Regions from separate parts of the Sus scrofa genome. Here region 1 is linked to region 2. Evidence: chromatin contacts called from public targeted proximity ligation data. All regions are on one chromosome and are shown on one strand. The core of a region is the stretch at or near the end of the contact, and the rest is flanking DNA. Distances in the headings are between cores, read along the strand shown.

Evidence for each region.
Region 1: a contact with region 2 is called in a targeted proximity ligation map of skeletal muscle. A contact is called at or near these places in 10 of 47 Hi-C or Micro-C datasets (brain, embryonic fibroblasts, fibroblasts and 6 more) and 2 of 2 datasets of targeted methods (alveolar macrophages and skeletal muscle).

Annotation. Positions count from the first base shown.
Region 1 is chr3:25,193,383-25,198,330 of Sscrofa11.1, forward strand. It overlaps DCUN1D3 (DCN1-like protein 3), which reads left to right. Exons shown (of 4, transcript XM_021086516.1): 4 at 1-2,669. All of the region lies in intron 19 of REXO5 (putative RNA exonuclease NEF-sp), which reads right to left. Among named protein-coding and RNA genes, the nearest start is that of ERI2, 43 kb to the right of the region's middle.
Region 2 is chr3:25,149,531-25,154,955 of Sscrofa11.1, forward strand. It overlaps LYRM1 (LYR motif-containing protein 1), which reads right to left and starts at 2,482. Exons shown (of 4, transcript XM_021086518.1): 1 at 2,356-2,482. It overlaps DCUN1D3 (DCN1-like protein 3), which reads left to right and starts at 1,971. Exons shown (of 4, transcript XM_021086516.1): 1 at 1,971-2,158.

The DNA.
Region 1 (4,948 bases), core at 364-2,863, 43 kb after region 2:
CTGATTTTCTTCTTACCTCAGGGGTGCTGAGAAAGTCCTAGTGGAATATGGCAGCAATGCAGTCAGCAGCAGAGCATCTAACTTTTAAATAGTATTTTGTAATCCATGCTGCTGAGGACTCCATAGGCCGACAATATTTACCTGGGGTGGTGCTGAAATTGCTAGTATATCACAATACAGAGCTATAAAACAATATGGTACTAGCGTTAAGACAGAAGACAGAGACACAAGGCTGTTGTATACGTGGGCTGACATAATAAATAATGTAGGCTCTTTTACTGCATTTTAAGTAAGATAAATTGGATTAAATCTAAGTATTTGTGGGAAGAGTTACCATATGCTAAAATTTAAGTCCCAGGAGGAATAAAGGTATAAAAATTAAATCATTCAAAACTATATATATATATAAATGGATATTAAATTGCTCTCTGGTTATGTCAAGACTTTCTACCCATAAAAGCAAATAGAAAAAAATCATAACAAGAACAAACTTCTAAAACGTACTACCTTTAAAAACTAGGAACGTTTTTGCAATAATTGACAGGATACCTTAAAAAATAAGTATGGAAAAGAGAACAGAAACATGGGCAAAAGATATGGACAACTCACTAAAGAAAATTGGCCAAAAAGCTTCTGGAAAAAAGGATATTGAATCTTTCAACCTAAAGGGGATTCAAACAAACAGAAATTAAACCTATAATGAAACTTTTAACCTATCAAACTGACAAAGATATGAAACAAATTGATGCTAGCAAACACAAACTTTCCTGGAATTTAAAAAACTTTCAGTGGGAATTCCTGCTGTCACGCAGTGGGCTGATGATCCGACTTGTCTCTGGTGTTGCCAGTTTGATCCCCAGCCTGACACAGTGGGTTAAGGACCCGGTATCACCACAGCTGTGGCATAGGTCACAGATGTGACTGGGATTTGATCCCTGGCCTGGGAACTCCTAAATGGAGCAGGTGTGGATGAAAAAGCAAAAAAAATTAAATAAATTTTTAAAAAATCCCCCCCCCCAAAAATAAAACCTTCAGTGTTCATAGTCTTTAGACCAATCATTTCACTTCTAGGAATTTTTCCTCAAGAAATATTATCTGCCAAAGATGTGGCAAGGATATGACTGGCAGCATCATTTGGGAATAACTTCAGTGTTGACCACAGAGGACTGTTTTAGAAATTATGACACACATCAACACACTGGAATATTATGCAGCTATTAAAAACTGCTTTTGAATAATGGAAAGATTGTAAAATAGTGGCATTAGATGTAATTTTAACTTTTTTGGATTTTTCAGGTTTCTATTACTGGGTTTCCTTTATAATAGGGAAGGTATTACAAGGGGGGGAAGAAAAAAGGAAATGAAATTGAACATGGCTGAGTATCCTGAACAACCCAACCCCACTATGGGTGAGGAGGCCAGAGAAGTTGGGGAGTAGTACGTTCAAAGCCTAAACCAAGAGTTCTGTGAAAATCTTTCAAGTTGCTTTTTTCCCCTAAATGAAAAGCTGCTTCTCCAGCAGCTGCCTTGGCAGCTCTGCACTGGCTGTCTAGAAGGGTGTGGGAGGAAAAATGCACAAACGCACTTATGAATGGAATGTGTGTTTTGCAAGAGGCCAAGTTGGCAGCTTTGGCTTCCAAAAGACCGAGCATCAGCTGAAAGAACAGTGTGTGCAGACTGGGGCCTCAGAGACCTTATGGTCTGGGCCCATCTCTGCAGAGTTCTGGAGTGGGGGCCCATTGGGAAACTTCCAGCCCCACCCATTCAGGAAAAGAAATGGCTCTGACTAGTCCTAGGAGCAAAGGGAGTGCTTTTGGCACAGGGAGCCCTCATCTGCTCTATTATCCTGCAGTTAGAAGATGATCCTCAGTACAATGTAGGCTTTCCCTAATTTAATTCTTAAAACAACCTTGTTTAGTAAGTACTAATGTTGCCATTTTTACAATGAGGAAACTGAGGCTCAGAGAGGGAAAATAATTCATATCCAGATCACTATTTGGTCATTTTCCAAAAACTGAGTTTTTGAATAGTCATAATAATCCTTAAAAGTAGATATATCCCCACAGAGCTGTGTAAATGGACTTCAGGTTAAGTGACTTGCCCAGGAGCAGAGCTGAAGCACCAACCTAGGCAGACATTTATTTTGTCTCTCAGGACTGGAGTCTCATGAGGTAGACAGCAGCTAAGCTCCCACAGCTTTGGAACTCAGCTGCAGCAGGAAAGAAATCCTGCAACACGTTTGGTTTCAAGGTGTTCTCAGGACCTTGCAGCTGAGGTCAGCAGTATACCTGGGGAACTTGGCTCTTTACAAGGGAACTTCAAAAACTGTAGTATCTCAATTCCAAATCAAGCTCTTCAGTTTGGCCTCCTGGTTGCCAACTTTCATAGGGCCAGACTTTTTTTTTTTTTTTTTTGGTCTTTTTAGGGCCCCACCCACAGCACATGGAGGTTCCCAGGCTAGGGGCTGAGTCGGAGCTATAGCTGCCAGCTTATACCACAGCCAGAGCAATGCCAGATCTGAGCCACATCTGCCACCTACAAACCCACTGAGCAAGGCTAGGGATTGAACCTGCATCCTCATGAATACTAGTCAGATTTGTTTCCGCTGAGCCACAACGGGACCTCCCATAGGGCCAGATCTTAATAGAAGTTACATTTAAAAGGCTAAACACTGGGAATTCCTGTTGTGGATCAGTGGTAACAAGCCCAACTAGTATCCTGAGCTGCGGTGTAGGTGTAGGCCGCAGTTGTAGACTGGATTTGACGTGTAGCCTGGGAATTTCGATATGCTGCACATGCAGACCCCAAAAAAGCAGGAAAAAGAAAAAGAAAAAGTGAAACACTGCCTCAAATATCCAAATTTGCAAGTTACTTTTCAATAGAATGCTTTTTTCTAATTATAAAAGCAATATATGCTGATTTAAAAAAATACAGAAAAGCATTTGGTAAAATTCAATCTGCCAATCCCATTAGCTAGTGATAAATACTGTTCATATTTTGGCATATAAACTTCCAGATTTTGTTTCAAGCCCATGCATATCTTGGTATATTTTTTTTCTACAGAAATAGATTCACACTATACAGATATTCTGTAACTCTCCATGCTTTATACAACCTACAATATATTATGAATGCATAATCTCATCTTTATAACAATCCTAGTAAGATATGTACCATTACTATGTACCAAGCACAGAGATGTTAAATAACTTATTCAAGTTCCCACAACTAAAAAGTAGGAAAGCTGGGATTCAAGAGTCAGGGAGTCTGGATCTGGTCTTCTGCTGCTTCTTACAGATCTCTTTCACTAGAGATTTTATTTACACACGAACGCATTAATTTTAAAAATAATAACCACCTAGATTTACATTGTAATGACCCCATAATATCCCCTCTATACATGTTTTTGAGAAACTATCCTATTACTATAGGATAATTCTCTTGAAGTGGAATTGCGGGGTCCCAGCGTATAGAGCGATCTGTGAGGTTTTTTGTAATGATACGTACTGCATGCTGGACTAGTTCAGCTTTTCTGGAGTATAGCTAATATCTCTATCAGTTTCGGAACTGTGTGTACCTGTGCCCATGTCCTTTGCAATTTAGAATGTTGACAATTTGAGAGGTGATAAAAAGCAAAGGCTTTACTGAAAATGATACTTCCAGTTCTAAAGGGGAACTCTGATGTGATGGAGGCACCTATTGGTGAAACGTAACACTGCAGTCTCACTCTGAAGGGAAGGAAGTGTTCCTAAAAACTGAATTGAGGAGTTCCTGTTGTGGCTCAGTGGTTAACGAATCCCACTAGGAACCATGAGGTTTTGGGGTTTGATCCTTGGCCTTGCTCAGTGGATTAAGGATCTGGCGTTGCTGTGAGCTGTGGTGTAGGCCACAGATTCGGCTTGGATCTGATGTTGCTGTTCCATAGGCCGGCGGCTATAGTTCCGATTGGACCCCTAGCCAGGGCACCTCCATGTGCCACGGGTGCAGCCCTAGAAAAGACCAATAAATAAATAAATAATAAAAACTGAATTGAAAGGGGGCTTCCAGTGTTGGTGAAAAGCTAAGAGTCTTCAACTTTCCTCTCTGTTGGACCTGCCAGATTTTCAGTTAACTTATCTTTTTCCTTCAATTTTTTAACAGCCATCAATGAGGAAATAGTTTGCCTTATAGATATTTGCTTTACAGATACCACAGCTTTGACAAACTCCATAACGGCTGGGTTTTCTCCACAGAGAATTCGCTCCTCCTGGTCTCCTTACCTATACATACCATGTAATAGCAGTGCTACCGTGAAATGAACACCTGCTACAGTACCTGTGTATCAACCCACTGACACGAAGAAAATACAGACTGTTTCCTCCCCTCACCCTGTCTTAAGATGAAGAATGTTTGAATTTTAGGCATTTATTGAAAATTTATACATGCCACATAAATGCACTAGACTCCTTAGCTGGTACAGCTGATACAAAGTTTCCAAAAAAGCTGTCTACTATATAAAGGAGTCTGGCAGCCTCTGGAGTGCCAGCAGCCCGACCACATTCTCTGCCATTGCCCATGAGGGATAAGACATGGCACATGGTAAGTGGTAGGCAGACTCACAAACACATGTTTGGGGTGGAGCTTTCCTCTTCATCTTTTATTCCCATCAGTCCTAGGCCAGACAGTGATCCATGAGTGCTGCAACAGATGAGGAGTGAAGACAGTTTTTGTCTATAGAATTGAATGAATGGTTATAAACTCAGGGAGAGGGGAAAGGTTTTTTAGGGGTATGTATATATGCCAAGGGGCACGGGGCAGCTAGGTGGGCAGCTTATGGAAAGCTGCCTGCTGAAAATGGTTCAATGCAAAGAATGCTGACTAGTCTCAGATACCTAGAATCAAATCACAGCTGTCACTTAACAGATGTGAGGTAAATCTCAACTAAGGGTGAATGATCTCAAACTAAGCC
Region 2 (5,425 bases), core at 1,232-3,731:
TAAGCAGTAACAAAAGCAAAAAAAAAAAAAAAAAAAAAAAAAAAGCAGTAACAGCTGGGAGAGGAAAGAAGGGAAGAGATTTGAGCCAGGCCTTAGAGGATGGGTCCCATTGTTTCAGGATACTATGGAAGCTCTTTGTATCTCTGAAGACTTGCTAGTGTCCAGAGTCCCCTCTGCCGGTTTTTCCTTCTCTGGATCATCTTTAAATGTCAAAAGCCCCCAAGGAGTTTGGAGGCCTTTGTCTTTATCTCCACCCTCTTCTCAGGTGACCTAGGAATAAACTGCTACATTTATTACCTGAGTTTTCCCTTGATTTGTATATCTAACTTCTCCACACCTTTACCTGTGGTTAACAGACTAATCAAAACTAATATTCAAAATAGTCCCTTCCAAACTCTTTTTCTCTTAGGAGTCATCCTTGGTTCCTCCTTTTCCCAAACACTTCATATCCAATTTGGCAGTATGTCCTGCAAGCTCTACAGCCAGAATACATTCTGAATTCAATTCTATTTCCATTGTGATCATAACACTACTGTCACCTCTCACCTGGCCTACAGCAACAGCCTCATAACAGGTCTGACTACTTCTACCCTTCTCTATCCAATAGCCAAGAATGATTTGCTAAAAATATAAATCAGATTTGGTCACTCCTTCTTAAAACCCTCCAGTAATGTAGTAGCAGCCGAACCCTCACCGTGGGCTAAAAGACTAGACTAGATCAAGCCCTGCCACTTCTCCATCACAGACCACTCTGCCTGGCTCTTGCTTTTATTCCTTCCTACTCCAAGCACCTGGCCTTCTTCCCTTCTTTCCTCAGATCCCTGCCCATTGGCTCTTTTCACCACCTAGAAAGCTCATTCCCTACCTTCCTTCTTTTCTCGGATTTCTGCAAAACTCAGCCTCCTCTGAGTAGCTTTATGGATTTAAAGTGGCCCTCACCCCATCTTCTACCACTTCATCTGATATTACTATCTTTGGGGCATTCCTCACTTGCTGATATTTTTTATTGATTTACTTTTTAACTTTCTCCCAGACTCGAATCACAGACCAACGCCTTTTGCACTAAGAAGCTAGTTCTCATTATCTTAGAAAGTATCGGTGTCCTGTCAACCTTCCTCCCTCGCCCTACTAATTTGCCCCTACTAATCTCCCATTGACATTCGGGAATCCAAAGGTTTCAGACATCCCAGATGGTCCCCAAACCAGCATTTTCAGCATTCCCAAACCAGGCTTCCCCTTCCTGGCCCTGGAGCCACTTCCCTTGGCAGGTTCCCCACGCCAGCAGCGGGGACACCGAGCCGCCCTCGCGAGGCTGGGGTCACACAGGCTCGTCTCCTAGCAACGTCGCACCCCCCACCCTCACCCATCCCTGCCCCTTGGGAGCCAACCCCTTCCCCCAGTCTCCCGCGCCAGGAGTCAGCGTCTCCATTCTCTACACTCACTCTGCGTCAGTCCAGCCTTCCCCCACCCACAGAAGCGCCGCAGCCTACGGCAGACTGGGAGGAGGCGGCGCCGGGAGCCCAGCTGAGCCGTGGTCGACAGAGCTTAAGCAGGTCCGGTAGGCCAGGCCAGACCAAACCACCAGACGAACCTCCGTGGGAGCATTCGTACCAGGTCGGGGGTAGGCTAGAGCCTTCCTTAAACGTCACACTCTAGACCACCCTCCACCGTATTCGCAACAATTATAGCCAAGTTCAACCTTTTCTTATTTTTCCTTTCCCCCTTCCGCTCTCCTCTCCCCCGGATTCCAGCCCCCCCCCCGAAAATGGGCCAGTCCATCTCCTCCTAGCCCTCCCTCCGCGTCGCTAGGTCTTTGCCCTTACTTGGCGACGGCTTCGTACGTCTTTGCGTACGTCGTGACGCAACCTGCCCCTCGTTCCCTCCCCGCCCTTCTCCTATTCCGCCTCCCGGAGCGGGCGGCCCGCGGGGTTACCGGAAGTGATGATGCAGGAGGCGATGGAGGGGGCGGGGTTTCGGGGCGGCCGCCGCCGGTGGGCCGCAGATGAAGAGGAGGCGGCGGCAGTGGTGGAAGAAGAGGCGGCGGCGGCGGTGGGGGTAGGGTGCTTGAAGACGCGAGCGGGGATGGTAGGTGGTTTGGACCTGCCGGGCCGCCGTCGTTTCCAGAAAGGGTTTGACTGGAGGAACCTCTGGAGCAGCTGTGAGTTTGGGGGTTGGGGGGTGTATGAGGAAAAGGGGAGGCTTTGGGAGATGAAGGGGCGGGGGTTTGGGTACCTTCGAGAAAGGGGGGTAGAAGGGGAGGAGTGGAAATCGGCGCCTTGTCTGGACTGGTCCCGCTGGAGGAAGACGCTGTGAGGGGGCCCTGTGGCGTGTCAGCCCCAGGCTCAGAAAACTTACCTACTGTCTCTGCCCCTCCACCGCCGGCACCCCCCACCCGCCACCCAAGGCCTGGGGCTCTGGGGGCCGGAGCTGCCCTGGAGGGAGTGCAAACTCTAGTCTTCTGCCCCTGGTAAGTGCAGTGAGGTAGGAGCCCAAGCAGGAGGTGGTGGGTGAATCTCCAGCTCCTCCGCCCTCATTTCCCTCCCCACCCCCATCCTTCTCTTTAATCATTAACAGCCCTGGAATTAAGGGGCTCAGACCTGGAGGCCTTCCTATGCACCTTTGCTGTAAACGATAACCATCTGTGCCTGAGGTAATGGGGCTGGAAGCTTTGCCTGTATCCTGTATAGGAAGTGGGACAGGGTGACAAATGTATTGTTTTTTTCTATTCTCCCCCACCCCCATCCTCCCCCATGCATACCCCTCCTTTCCACTTTAATTCTCCGTGGCTAAGTAGTAATCGTGTTTTTTTCTTTTTCTTTTTCCCTTTCGTCTTGGTACCTTCTTTTGAATTTGGTGTTCTGCTTCTATCCCAGATCTTAACTTCAAGCTTTGTAATACTTCAGTTACAAGCTGTGTCTCTTTGGGAGTACTTCTCAATGCCCGGTCGCTCCCGATTAAGATAAGCATTTTCTCCTAAGAATACTGGAATTCCAAAGCCTTGCAGGGATTCCTGAATGGCATCATAGTCCAGGAATCAAGGTCTCTTCCTCTGAATACTTTATATGTGAGGAATTTAAATGTTGTCAACTCTTTCCAGAATGTTTTGATCTTAGGCTAATTCTGGATTTCTGTGTTTTTCTCCACCCACACTTCATAATGCACTTTGGAGAAGAGAAAACCCCATGTACTTTTTTGTTTCTACAATTTGACAATAGCTCTTTTATCTTTCTCTCCACTTGTGTGTCTGGCACACAAGTCTTCGATGACACATTTGGCTTGTACTGATTTCCATCTTATTTATTTAGCTGAATGTTTGTATATAAGTGGCGTTAAATAAGACATTGTGACTTGTTTAGTTTTGTTTTAAGGAAGAAGGTAAACCAATAAGGGATGTAAAAAAATCATTTGAAAATTGCAAAGAATGATTGAAGAAGAAGATCTCCGTTGATATTCTGTTGGTTTAAGGGGGAAAAAAATGTAGTGCTACTTTAGCCTTTTGTAGGGATTTCAGAGTGAAGTGTGATGATTCCTATTTTGGTGTTGATATTTTCTTTGGAAATCTTTTTTGGATTATAAATTTGGAAATAAATTCTTTGTTGAATCTGGAGCTGTGTTTTCTGAAGAACTTGAAGAGTTGGTGCCCAAATTTTAGGGATCATTTGATTAGAAAAAGTCCATAAATCCTGTTCCTCTGCAACTGAATTTATATGCTTATTGCTAGACAAATTATCATAACATGGGTTCCATTCTACTCATCGGGGCTTTCAAGCCTGATAAAACAGAATATTTAATGCTTTGATTGTACAAGTAATGGCATGTTTAGATGTTTCACAGAAATGTAACAGAAGAAAAAAATGACTACTTTTCTCATTTTAGCTGAATTGGAATCATTGACTAAAAACTCCAAAATTCATTCAATCAACAAACTTTTCTTGACTGGCTACTAATTGCTAGCTATTATTTCAGGCAATGGGTCTGTGAAGGTGAACACAGCAGTAAGGTCCACGCTGCCCTGGAGCTTAGGTTAGAGTGGAGGTGGTGTGGGGACAGATAAATAAGCAAATGAGATTTTGATAAGTGCTGAAGGAAACAAGAGTGATGTGATAGAAAGTGTCTGATTGAGATATAGTCGGAGACCTTTCGGAGGAGGTGACGCTTAAGCTGAGCTTCGAATGAAAAGGAGCCCATTATGCAGAGATAGGGGAGGAGCCTTCCAAGTTCAAGGAGTAGCTAGTGCAGAAACTGTCTGGAGTGAGTTTGGCAAGTTTCAGGGAGGAAAAAAGAGGTAGGCGGAAAGGAGATGAGGGAAGATGGGTTAGGGGAGAGAGGAGAGTGAAAAGATTCTAGGTCAGAGAGGTGGAAATAGGCTCATAAATAGGTAGGCAAAATAAGAGTAAGAAGGAGAAGGAATTGTAAAATGATGCTCCGTTTTAATTCTGTTGCCTTTCCTAGAGTCTTACCACATACTACTTTGAGGGTATACTTGGCCTATTATATTTAAAAAAAAAAAAAAGTCACCCTGCTGAGAGTGGGAGAGGAGGAGGCAGTGGTCATCTGGAACTTTTTTGGCAGATGGATCTCAAGCCATGTGTTAAAAAATCAGTGAGATGAAGTTCCTGTCATGGCTCAGTGGAAATGAATCTGACTAGCATCCATGAGGACACAGGTTCCATCGCTGGCCTTGCTCAGTGGGTTAAGGATCTGGCCTTGCCATGAGCTGTGGTGTAGGTTGCTGATGCGGCTTGGATCTGGCATTGCTGTGGCTGTGGTGTAGGCCGGCAGCTGCAGCTCTGATTCTACCTCTAGCCTGGGAACCTCTGTATGCCATGGGTGCAGCCCTACAAAGACAAAAAAAAAAAAAAAAAAAAAAAAAAAAAAGGGAAGAAAGAATTCAGTGAGATGTTTGAGAGCATGCCTTTTCTTTACAGGATTTTGTCTTATAAACTTTTAAAAATTGCATAATGAGTACCCCAGATGTGTTTTTAGTATATAAATCCTCCTTTGCTTCCAGCTGTGTATGAATTTAGGGTTGAAGGTTGGGCAAGTGGTAATAATATGACCCTGTTGGTCTTCAGAGGTGGTCGTCAGGATCTAAGTTTGAAGTTGTTTTTTCTAGGCGGATTTTATGTTGCAATCTTCCCGCTTTTGTCTGGTCTGCCTGATGACTAATAAATAACACTCAGCTGAGGTGTAGGTTGGTGCTGAAAGTTGACATCATGGATTACATTAGATAAATGACCATTGCGGGCACAGTCCCACTCTGTTGGCATCTCTGGGGCTGGCATATAATCAAGTGATGTAACCTACTTTTGCCTTCTGTTGGGGCCATTCATTTCCAGTGTTAGCTGCTTTGTGGCCTCACCTTGACCAGATTGTCCACTTGAGAGGCCTGGTCAGGACTCCTTGATTTGGCCCTCTTTAGCCA